Regions from separate parts of the Rattus norvegicus genome. Here region 2 is linked to region 1. The links are chromatin contacts, called in public Hi-C maps. All regions are on one chromosome and are shown on one strand. Each heading gives the region's core, a stretch centred on a gene start, on an enhancer-like site or on the middle of the called end of the contact. The rest is flanking DNA. Distances are from core to core; before and after follow the strand shown.

Region 1 (6,239 bases), core at 3,157-5,656:
TAAGAGGTTAAGCATCTTTTCCCTTCAAACGTGAGAATAAATTGGGGGCCACAAAAGGGGCAAATGATACACCACCCCTGCCTGCCCAGCAGCAGGAACCCTAGAGCCCAGGTACCCCCTGCCTGTGCTGAAAGTCAGCCATGCTGAAGTACGCTGGCTGAGTCACAGCTGAAGTTAAACCACCCATTGCTCCGGGGACTGCCCACCGCTACCAAGGCAGCAGTAACCTCCCCAGACTGCCAGGATGTCCTGACCTAAATGCCCTTCAGACAGAAGGCGCTTTTCTGAAATATACAGCAGCCTGCTGTAACCACCATAGGCAGCCATAGGTTAAGTCTATGAAAGCAAGGGTTAACATCCCGTGCTAGTCAGAAAGCACTGCCTGCATTATGTTAAACCCCCTTCATGGAAAAGAAGAGCTCTAACCCTTGTGCAGAAAATCCCTACCCTTCCGATCGATGTGCCTTACCGCCAGGGCATCTAGTAATTTCTGATCCCATCACCTGTAGCCTTCACTTCAATGACAGGGCACAGCAGGCCAGAGGCAGACAGCAGCCAGACTCCAAATAGCCAGGCATCAGCACTGCCAGGAGATGTGAGTGTTGAGGGTGGGGGTGTACACAGCCAAGGGGAGGTTGCCAGGGTCACACTAGGACTGCTTTAAGCCTTGGCCAGGTCCTCCATCATAGACTCAGAGTTCAAAGGACTATTAGGTCATAGGTCACGAATCTCATCTCAAGGTGATGGTCACCTCTGGCCCTTCAGCAGACAGCAGGCCCAGTGTGCATCCATCTTGGAGCAGCTTCACCCATTCCACAGCCCAGTGGGCGTTCTTATTGATTCAATAATGGGTGCCTGCCTATGGAGGACGCTTAAAGAGACTGCACCCCACAGCCTTGCATGTGAATTCTCCTCTCCTCCTCGCTCCTGTTAATGCAAGGCATGTTCCAGGTCTGGAGTGCATCTGAAATTAGAGCCTGTGGGGACCCTCTATTACTGGCTGTGACTGCACCAGCTTCTGAGGTCTGCTAGCCTTTTTCTTTTCCTCATTCCTCACTTTCTCACAGCTCAGAGAACCAGCCTGGCTCACTATTGCTTTTCCCAGGACTTCCCTCCTCCCACCCATCTCTGTTAGACCCACTATGGAACCCACAGAGGAGCAACGACAATCCCCCTAGTGTCTTTTGCTGTCACATCTCAATGTGGAAAAAGACCATATTCTCCCGAACCTTAAGGAACCTCACCTTCCCGATTAGAATAAGCCATAGTTGGTTGCTTTGGGTCATTTATCTAATTTTGTGCAAGTATCTATTCTTGAAAGGGGTGGTGTGTTTTTCAGCACACACAGAACAAGCACTCTATGTGATCCTCTGAGCTTTTCCATCTTCAGAGCCACCACCAAAGGACATTCCTTCTTTGACATGAGAGACAGAGGCACAAAACCCTTAGAAACAGCCACACAGCCACTGGGTATGAGCTACATTAATAAAAGCCACCCGAAGGGCAGTTGGCTTGCCTATGAGCAGACCTCAGTCATCAACAGGGATCTCAGCAGGAGTCATTTCCAGGCCATCTCTGGTGGGATCCACAAGTCACACAGTTGTATCCAATGGGCCCTCACTACCTTGAGAGTTTTCAGAGAAAGGAATCATGTTCCCCCTTCTAGAAATCTGACAGAGCTTTGATGCCACAAAGAAAGCATTGCATTGATCCAGACATGGAGTACCCAGGTCACATTTTCTTCAAAACTGTATTTCCCAATATTATGTTGTGGGATGGAGAGATGGCTCATCAAACAAGGCAATTTGCTACTTAATAATTAAGACCAGAGTTTGTATCTTAACACCATGTTTGGTGGCTCACCTGTAACTCTACCTCCAAGGGCTCTAACAACCTCTTCTGACCACCATGGCCCCTGCACTCAGTTGCACAAACATGTGCGCACACACACACACACACACACACACACACACACACTCATAAATACACTAAATTTTATTTTATAATGTTGTGTTGCTTGAAATATACTAACTATTCTTCTGCTTGGAGAGACCTAGTCAAGAGATCATTGCCCAGAGCAACTAAAACAGATCCCATTTCATCCTGCCCTCTTATGTTTGTGTCATGAGTAAATCTCTTACCCACTTTGAGTCAGTTCCTCTCATTGCATAAGATGAAGATCCAATTTCATTCTTCTGTGTGTAGATGTCCACTTTCCTTAACACTACCTGCTAAAGATGCTGTCCGTTCTCATTGTGTGCCCCAGCCCTTTGTCAAAACTCAAACTAACCATACATGTTTGAGTTTATTTATAAGTTTCTCTTCTGTTCAGCTGGTTAGTAGTGTATCTGGTTTTTACCAACACCATATTATCTTGTTTACAACAAGTTTATAATATATTTTGCTATCTGGAAGCATAATTGTTTTGAATATTTGGGCATTTTATCATTTCATGTAAATTTCTATTTCATCATTGAAATTTTGAGATACTAGGGATCGTATTGAATTTGTAGCTCACTTTGGTAGTGTGTACACTCTTTTATTAATCTGTTCAATCCATAAATAGAGAACATATTTCAATTTATTGTCTTCTTCCTTTTCTTTCACCAATGTTGTGCAGTTAGGTCTGAAGAAAATATTTTTAATAGCCCATTGTGCTGCACAATGCCCACAGTTAATGAGACTGTGATAAAGACTAAATACTTTCATTTTATGGCCTAGAGATTGAATCCTAAGCCTTGTGTGTACTAAACAAGAACTGTCCCACTGAGCTCCATCTCCAGACCAAGAATATATTTATTCTTATAATAATGTTGTTATCACAAAAACTGTCAAGCTATGAAGGTGATAGATATGATAATTATTCCAGTCAAGTGTTTCTTGATGAATATGTAGATCAAAACAGCACATGCATCAGATAAGTGGACATAATTATTACCTTTCAGTTAAATACAATAAAAATAAATTTTAAAAACCACTTCAAATTCATGAACCATGAAGAGTAATGTTGTAAGGTGGCTGAATGGACAAGACACCTGGCATTGCTCAGTTCCTTCTCTGACTTCTCTTTCAGGAGTAATAATTATTTTATTTCTCTGGCCATTCAAACTTGCTGTCCTGTGGTGCCAATGGAGACATTGCAGTCCTTTATGGCAGCACAGCTCCACCAGCTGATAGTAAGCTGCTCTTCTGAGAGAGTTCTGGCCAATGGCACAGGCCACCATAAGGGTGTAATAGGAGTCCAGGCTGGCAAGCCTATTGACCTGCAGGCATGTGGGAGCTGGGCCACAAGAGAAAACATGACTGAACAGTACATCCAGATGTTCTACCAGGAGTAAAGTTTGGAGCTAGGCACGCTTCACCGAGGTTAAATCAATACTAGACATCATTTGCTCCCTGTGCACCTTTATGACGATGAGCCTGCTCCAGGCATCTCATGACTACATCATCCAAAAGTGGCCCAAAGTCTAAGGTACCACCCTCTTCACCAGAAAGCAAACGTCAATGTTTTCCATGAATTAGAGTCCAAATGCCAAACTTGAGAGGAAGCACTTGAATTAATTTGTTAGTTAAGCAGTGTTGACCTGTTCCCCACATATGCTAAGCAAAGAGCACGGGCTCTGGGCAGCTTCCAATCCACTAAATCAAAACCAAGTGTTACGCAGCATGTGTCCCATTCAGGATCTGGTGCTGTTCCTTCCATGTTGTGTTTCATTTCCCAACACCACTACCTGGAAAAAGAAAGCAGGACATAACTGGTCAAAGGCTGTCAGACTGCAGCAAAAACTTGATAAGACCAATGGAGTTCTGCCCTTCTTCGGAACAGCAAAGTGTCCTGGGTGTGGGGGTCATGGATAGAGTAAGTAAAGGATACAGCAGATTCACAAAGCTGGAAGAATATGTTAGACTTCGGGTTGGTCTGTATCACAACATGCTATTCCCTCATGCCCAGAAGAGGTTAACCACTAGACCGAGTCTTGGTGCTTCCCCAGAGTCCTTACACCAGTTTAAGTTTTGTTTGACCTGATCTGAGTTGGTTGTTTTGCTAGGGTCTGCAGTGGTTTGATTTGGTTCAGTTTAATTGGTTCAGTTGTGCTGATTTGGTTTACTTTGGTTTGATCAGGTCTGATTTGGTTTGGTTTAGTTGATCTGTTTTTTGCCTTTGGGCAAGTTGTAACCTTGAACAGAGTGCAGCAAAGGAACACAGGTGGACTGGATTTTCTTTGCTGGTAATTATTGTACAACAAACAAAGCCAGTGTGGAACTCAATGGTTGGAACTTCCCTTAAGGCTCAGGGAACAACCACTGAAGCTTCCAGAATCTGGTCCAGCTGAGTTAGGCAGACTGTGGTCAGTCTTGCGGCTCTGAGCTGTTGCAATGAGCAGGGTGTCAATTAATGGACCAGTTTCAATGCTGACTTCAATGTTGCAACTCAAGCCTGTCACTTACCTGTTTCAGGATCTAATCATTATAAAACACAAGTGAGCTACCTTCAAAAGACCATATCCACAAATATGAAGCAACTTGGTTAGAGATTTTTACATCAGCTGGTCAGTTTAACTACCTAGAACTTGTCCAATGATTAATCCATGTGCTAGGAAAGCAAGATGGGGAACTTTTCACAGAAAGAGAAGAAACCAGGTAGAGCAGGGAGATAGGGAACACAGGAAGGACAGTGGGTGAGAAGAATGCTTGCTAAGAGAACACAGTCTATGTAAGAAAATATCATGGCGAAATCCATTACTCTATGCTAACCTAAGGTATTAACTAAAAGAAACTTCACCAAGAGTTCCTAAACATATATAGTTCATATGAATATCCTGATACACCAGGAGTTTAGGTAGATTTTTATGAAGAAAATAGTGCTTCATTCTTCCAAATAGATGCAAACCTGACAAAAGAAGAATAGTGAAACTGGGTGTAGGACATCCTTCTCTGACCACAAACACCTTTTATCCAGAACTCTGGGGCCCAAGGACTTGCCAGGTCCTTGGACACTGGCAAGATTTCACCTTCAGTTGGTCCACAGAAGTGCGTGAGTCCCTCCAAATGGGAGTACTCAGCACAATAAGAGGGTTTTTTGTGTGCTGAGAATGTGGAAGGAAAGAAAGAGACATGGGTGGAGGGTTTACAGAGTGATTGACATCTCTCTGTCTCTCCATGTGATCCTTGGCTGGAAAATGCCCTCCTGTGCCTGGAAAGCAGGAAGCAGAGCCTTGGAGTGCACGGCTGAGCTCCATTTGCAATGAAGCTCATGTAGAGCTTGTAAATCTCTGTTGGTTAGGGAGAGAAGGAGAAATACTGACTCAGTCACAGGAAACAGATTAAATAAAATTTCCTCCCAGAGAGATGAGGCCAGTTAGCGCTTTCCATTTTGTTCTCCGTTACTTGTGTTTAATATCCAATTCGCTGTATTTCTCTGCGTCCAAGGAGGACCCAAGAGCTGGGAAGGAGCAGCTCAGAGGCAATGCGTCGCCCAGTAGCTGTTCGGCTGTCATTAGCTCCCATGCTCAGCTCCTGGATAGGGCATCTGGACCCAGCGGCTGACCCCACACACATGTTCATTTGAGCAGGGGTAACTGGACTTAGTGGGTATATTTTTATTAGGACATTAAATTGGGAGGAATTGGAAGGTATATAGGGAGCTGGAGAAAGAGGAGTGGATGATAGATATGGCCAAGATAGGCTGTAGAGTATATGAAATTTTCAAAAATAATGTTAATAAAAATAAAATTTAAAATTCATAAAAAGAAAGACTAGTCTGAATGGATTTTTAATGTGAGTATCATCTGAAAGAAGAGAGGGAAGGAGAAAGAGAGAAAAAGTTTTTTTTTAAGCTGTAAACACTGAAAACATTTTCAGAAATTAACCGTGGTGTGATTTTTATGGCCAACTAAGGATGAGAAGCTCCCAGTTGGCTTGGTGGGTTGATCTGCTTATTTTCTCCATGAGATAATTTAAATAATGTTTGCATGCCCATCCACTTCCTCAGTCCCTTAACATTTTACCGGTAAGGTCGTCTGATTTTTCAATCATAGAGCCTCCTATCTGGGGCCTTGCAGATCCATAAGCATTGTGAAGCAACCCCTGTATTGTTCATTCCGGTCAATGAACTGATCTGTCACTAAGGCCATATGCAGCAACACGTAGGTTGGGGAGAGGGATAGGAAAGGGCCTGAGAGAGAACTAAGTGTGCTCCTGGACTGAGAAGAGGACCAGAATAACAAACATCAAACGAT
Region 2 (5,841 bases), core at 1,765-4,264, 210 kb after region 1:
CCTCCTTCTCCTTCTCCAAGGGCTCAGCGCATTGGGCTAAGGGAGGCTTCGAAGACCGAACAAGGCGGCCTCCGCGACTTCGGGGTTGCATTTTTGCTCGCAGACAGAGCTGCAAGGTTTTGAGCCGCAGGTAGAGACTCTTAGAACCTGGCGGAACACTGGGCATATGGTTCTCAGCGGAGCACAAGAGGGTTTAGGAAGGGACAAAGAATGCCTAGAAACTAGCTACCGTTGTTCAAGGCATATACCGCGCGCGGGGCCGGAGCTGCTCAAGCTGCCAGTCAATATTTGGCTGAGCTGGCTGCGGCGACCCACTCTTGGCCGGTTTTATTGGCGCCGTGCGTAAGGGGAGCCGCACTTCAATAGGGTGTGTGTACACAGATTCCAAACCTGCAGGCGATGAGTGTCACGGCGGCGGGGCTGCTTTGGAAGGGTTATCATATATGCGTTGAGTGCATAACGGGCTGTAGAAAGGAAAGGGACAGAGGCGGACAGTGACCAGGTCCCCAGGAAACTCCCGGTTGAGCCTAGGCTGACAACTAGCTTTTTTCATCGTCGTGATTTTTTCCCCCATCTAAGTCTCTGCGCTGCTACTGGGTGGGAATGTGTAAATGTCCTTCGAATCAGCAAGCCGGCCTCGCAGTTCAAAATCCCTAGCAAGCTGTATGATGTTTTTTGAGCACTGAAAGTCTCAGCTGCCAAGTGCAGGCACCAGGCCCGGCTCCTGTGTGGGCTAAGAGACCTAGTGGACAGCTGTGCTCAGCTGGAACTGCATCAGGGATCCAGGAACACCCGGCGACCCTTGAAGACGCGAGAAGAGGGCAGCCTAGGGGCGGACTTTGTTCACAAGACCTGGGCGGAGGTTGTCGCCTTGATTGACTCCAGTATCCACGTCCTCCCACCCCAAAACCCCCAGCCCAAGCCACACACACAGCCTCATCTGAGCCCTGCGCCTAGGTCTGAATCTTGGTGAAGAGAAAGGTAAACGCTGGAATGAGGGTTTGTTAATTAACTGATCGTTCTCCATTAATTCGTCCCTAGAGAATGAAAGACAGTCAATCCGCTCTGAGCCGAGAGCACTGAGCCGTTTCACAGACTAAAATCAAAGCATGAGGCCGAGCCCCCCTCCCCCCACCCGGTGCCTGCCAATGAGAAGCTGGGGAGAGGTAGGTGCGAACTAGCCTCAGATCCTAGCCTGCGAGGCTACCCTAGCGTTTCCCCGGATCTGGACTCTAGAGGCCTTCCGTCAAGGATGCCGCTCTGCCTCAGCCTCTGACCGCCCAGAATTTCTGGCATAGCTAAGTCCTTTGCTGTACAATTCTCAAGTGACCCCAGGAATCTGGTGTGGCCTCAGTTCAGACAGGGGACCTAGACTGACTGAATGCCATCCTTTAGCCTCCAGGTTCCATTAGGTAGCACTCTTTGTAGTGTTGGCTTCATCACCCCTGAGGGCAGCTGACCTTGCTGCTCTCCCTTCGGCCGCACCTTCAGAACCATCCACAGCACCCTCTTGAAGTCATCTCTCCTCACATCGTAGCAGGACACACTGATACGATAGGTCCTGTAGCAAGATGGTTGTCTAGTACTGGAAACCTAATCTATCTATCCTGTGCAAGGCCCACTGGCCTCCAGATAAGAGAACTGAGCCAGGGATTTGGGCGGGGTGGGGGGGTTGACTGCTTGGGCGAATGAAGACCAAGTCCTAGAACCTGCACAACAAAGGCACGAATTGGGTGCTGAGCAAGTGCTCGTGGGACGGAGAAGGTCATCATAGGGCTACTATCTACACACCTACGTCCAGATGGCTAGCTCTGTTATTCTGGGCTCCAGGCATGTGGCCCTTTCCTAGACTGTGTGGAAAATGGGAGGCTGCAGTGGACATGAAACCAGAGCACACAGGATGTCCTGAGACACCGCAGAGCACTGCCTCTTTCTTTTCTTTTTCTTTTCTTTTTTCCCTTTTTGGTCTGTTTAACATAAAGGAGTGAGAAGGATTGGGACTGAGCCTGCAGGGGGAGGAGGGCATGCTAACTCCAGAAGCTCAGAGCCATCCCGTTCTCCCGTAAAAGTCACAGCCTATTTTGGAGCCTCCAAAGAAAACCCAACCCTGCTCATTGATTTCTTTCTTTCTTAAGAGAAGTCGGTCTCTGAGCCTTGAAATGGTTGACTAGCAGGCCTCAGTGATGGAGCTTAGGACTGACCCGCCTGATGCTTTGGTGTGGCAACTGCAGGAACTTAGTGCCTGCTCCGCAGGACCAGCCATTGCAGCTTTGCTGGCTGCTACACCAAAGAGCAAATCAGCGTCTTTTCTCAACCCCCTAACAAGAGCCTGCTGAAATCCTTTACTCTTTAGTGGAAGAGAGGTTCTCCATTTGCCTCTCTGTGCTCCGAGTTCCACTGCAGCTTCTCTGGAGGGTCAAAAATCTTTCTGCACGTGGCAGTGTGTTTGGGGAGGCGCCTTCTGGTGTATAAATTACAAGCGCTGGTGAAAGACTGGAGGAAATTCTCACCAAATTAACTACCTTTTAAAAATCAATATATGTTGCCTCAACGTAATGCTTGCTGCTGCTCATTAAAACGCAGCGTGACCAGGCGCACACCGTTTCTGGTCCCGAGTGGGGTGGGGAAACCAAGCTGGGTGCCCCGCCTCTGACGTGGGCGTCTATCAAGACAGGAGGAGATTAGACTCCAATTAAATATTCCAGAAGGCTTCGGCCCTTCGGCAGTAGCTGGCAGCAAGGAAAGAGACTGCAAGAGACACCCACCAGTGAATGTGACTGTAGCACTGTGCACCCAGGAGGTGGTGACCGCTCGGGTCCTCAGCCCAGGCAAGGCTGTGTGCTGAGCAAGCCGACCCTGTGGGAGGTGAAGAGACCTCCAGAGCCCTGCAGGAAGACAGCCTGCCCTGCGGCACCCCGGACTTCGCCCCCTTGTGGTCGGGTATTTACTCCTCTGTGCTAGAGGAAGATCTAAGCTGAGGGCGGATGGGGGGGGGCATCCTACCTGGAAGTGGCCCTGAGAAAGTCTTGCCCAACCCAACCTGGGCCATGTTTGCTGTGAGTGGCCTTGTGGCCTGGTTGATTGATAACTGGCTCTGCATACGTCCATTTGCTTTTGTGTTAATATTTATCCCGACCGGTGACATTTCAAGTGTCCCGTGCTGCCCCTGCAGCGACAGCCAGGCAGGAATGCTAGGCTGGGTCTTAGGAACAGCATTTGTTCAACTCCTGAAGAATTCTGGGTGGAGAGGGAGAAAGAGGCCAGGACTGGGCACAAGAGATGCCAAGGCTGGAAAGGCTCCTGGGTTACAGAGTGGGAGGAGAAGGTGGTGCCATCACACAGATTTCCTGGCTCCCTGAGCTGTGGCTCTCCCGAGGTGCAGCTGCTACTAGCCCGCTGCAGCTTGAACAAAGGGCCCGTAGGGCGCGACCGACCGTGTCCGCCTTGGAGGCTGGGGTCAAGGCCTAGAATGGCTTTCTCCCAGCGAGGCTAAGGGATAACCCGTTATCAGGAGGCAGCCGAGAGTCCCAAAGCCTCCAGGGATGAATGGTAGAGTGAATTAGGATAGTTGGAACACACACACACACACACACACACACACACACACACACACCAGATATGAAGTCAAAAGGACTTGGGACAGTCACCAGAAGGCTCTGAAAGGCATCTTTCCTCACAGAATCTATCTCTCCCCTCCGTGGGTTAATAGTTGGCTTTGTGTATTTTTCGTTGGTGAACCCATAAGGAGAGGAGGTGCAGGAGTTTGAGTGTGCCTGTGGTGATAATTAACGATAGTAGTTTTTGTAGCCAGCTAAGCCTGCTTAGACCTGGTGGCTGTGAGAGAACACCCACCAAAAACAAACCCCATGGCATGTTCAGAAGCTGCCTGCCTATCCTGTCTTCCCCAATTCTGAGTGCTATCCCCATATGCCCAGGAGCTGGGGTACTGCGGTCATTCCAGACCCAGCTGCTTACAACTGACACAGACGATATAACGGACAGTACCGCTGTGTCGTAGCAGCGAAGCCATCCAAAACCTATAACGTGACTATCTTTGAAGCTTTCTGCCTGTGCAAGCCAGACAGAGGCGAGAAGAACTGGCTTTGCTCCCGGATGAGCAGAGGACGCTGCTCACGACCCCTAGTGGCCGCCTAGCGAGGGAACAGGAGATAGATGTTGGGCTGGCTGAGGCTTTGTTTTTAGAGCATCCTTGTCCTAAAATTTTCTAAGCAGTGTTTTGATAGGAAGAGGCTGTGGAGGAGGAAGAGGATGCCTAAGAAAAACTCCATCGAGGGAGATGGGATTCCTTCCCTACCAATTACAGCCTGAATTCTAACCTATCCAACCCCTAATCCCAACCTACCTAGAAAAGGTAAATATTTCAATTCCATGCACGAGTTACGCTGACATTTTACCTGAAAGGGGCGATAAGTGCAGAGGTGACCCTGGCGATCTGAACTCGGAGGCTGGGACCAAAATAGTCTGCACAGATTAACAGTTCCTTTGTTTTGCTTGCTTCCCAGCAAACTGGTCTGAGTGAGTCAGAGGGCACCCCTCAGGCCTTAAGCTTAGAAGCCTTTGTTTTTCCCTCCCATGGGGTGAGTGAAAGGGCTGTCAGACCCTGCAGGCTTGGAACCCTGGCCCAGAGTCAGGACCCTGGACAGAGCCCCGCTGCCTCGTAGCCTAATCCTGTACTCTGTCCCCAAAAGGCAGCTAAGACGCCAGAGAATCTCATGCTATAGCAAAGAAACACTAATAGCGAATATTCCGAAATTTAGGAGAGCCGGAGGCCCCTCCTGGAATAAACACTGTCTCTGTCGGGTCGTCGAAAAGATCAAAACCGTCCTCGAAGATCAGGTGTTGATTGGTTTGTTCCTACGTGGCACGGCACGTGCACACCAGCATATAAAATCGGACTTTGCGTCCCGGTGGGTGTGACAGGAGTTGGATCATTAAGCTAAAACGTTCAATTCAGTCCCTTTGATCCGTGCTGGGGAAAATCTATAGTCATCTCTAATCTACGAGGTCTTTAAGGAGGTTGTTACACTAGCTGTTTGATGTCGTCATCTCCCACATCCGTGGCAAATTCAGCTAATCAAACACGCTGGTCCCCAAAGTTCTCTCAAACAACAGTTCTTATATACCGGTAAAATCCATTCTTGGTTTTCTTGTAAAGAAAAGGAAATATTCAACTCTAATGGCTGTGGGTAATTTAGAAGGAGGTCCCCAGGCATCTCACTCCTCAGCTTCCATAGTTAGTGTCGGCCATGCCCTTGAAGCGGTAATGCCCAGTGTTCTCAGTAAACTGCATACACTGGAGTATTTAGCCACACGTTCATTTTTGTAACTCAACCCCAGTGGCTGGAAAGTGAAATCACCAGCTTCATTTCAGAGCCCACTTAAATACTAAGATTTCCACAGTTTGATAAAATGGAATGGCCCCCAATGTGAGGAAGCTACAGAAAGAGGATCTCATGAAGCTGTGCTTGCTATAGCATCCGTTTCTAATATATACAAAAGTATATATGCATCAGCCCATATGCATCGCCAATCATTCTCTGTGTGTGGACATTTGAACAGGACGAGTGTGCACCCTTAGAAGAGAGCCACGTTATTCCTACATGGAAAACGCAGCCTCACAGTCTGATAAGAAGGAACATCTTACTTCTAATGTAGATGAGTTTGGTATACAATCATACATTCATATACCACCCATTTTACAGGCTTTTATTTAAAAAAAAAACAAGCATATTCACTCTGATAAAGCTTACTTTCTTCCCGAGGTGACAGATGACAGGGTGACACTCTGACTATTTGATACAAATAAACAATTATTTATCA

What was found. A called contact is a pair of places that touch in the nucleus more often than the background predicts.
Region 2: a Hi-C map of liver shows a contact between it and region 1, with 6 times the contacts expected there. The contact joins two enhancer-like sites. A contact is called at or near these places in 5 of 12 Hi-C or Micro-C datasets (the A7r5 cell line, hepatocytes, kidney and 1 more).

What each region holds. Positions count from the first base shown.
Region 1 is chr8:84,270,590-84,276,828 of GRCr8, forward strand. It overlaps LOC134479979 (a long non-coding RNA gene), which reads right to left and starts at 602. Exons shown (of 3, transcript XR_010054054.1): 1 at 470-602. Within about 2 kb of position 4,407, at least 2 of the 93 cell types and tissues checked have an H3K27ac peak or open chromatin away from gene starts, as enhancers often do. A contact at or near this core is called in hepatocytes and liver, where this site is marked.
Region 2 is chr8:84,481,792-84,487,632 of GRCr8, forward strand. All of the region lies in intron 1 of Onecut1 (one cut homeobox 1), which reads left to right. Among named protein-coding and RNA genes, the nearest start is that of Onecut1, 4.4 kb to the left of the region's middle. Within about 2 kb of position 3,015, at least 4 of the 93 cell types and tissues checked have an H3K27ac peak or open chromatin away from gene starts, as enhancers often do. A contact at or near this core is called in hepatocytes and liver, where this site is marked.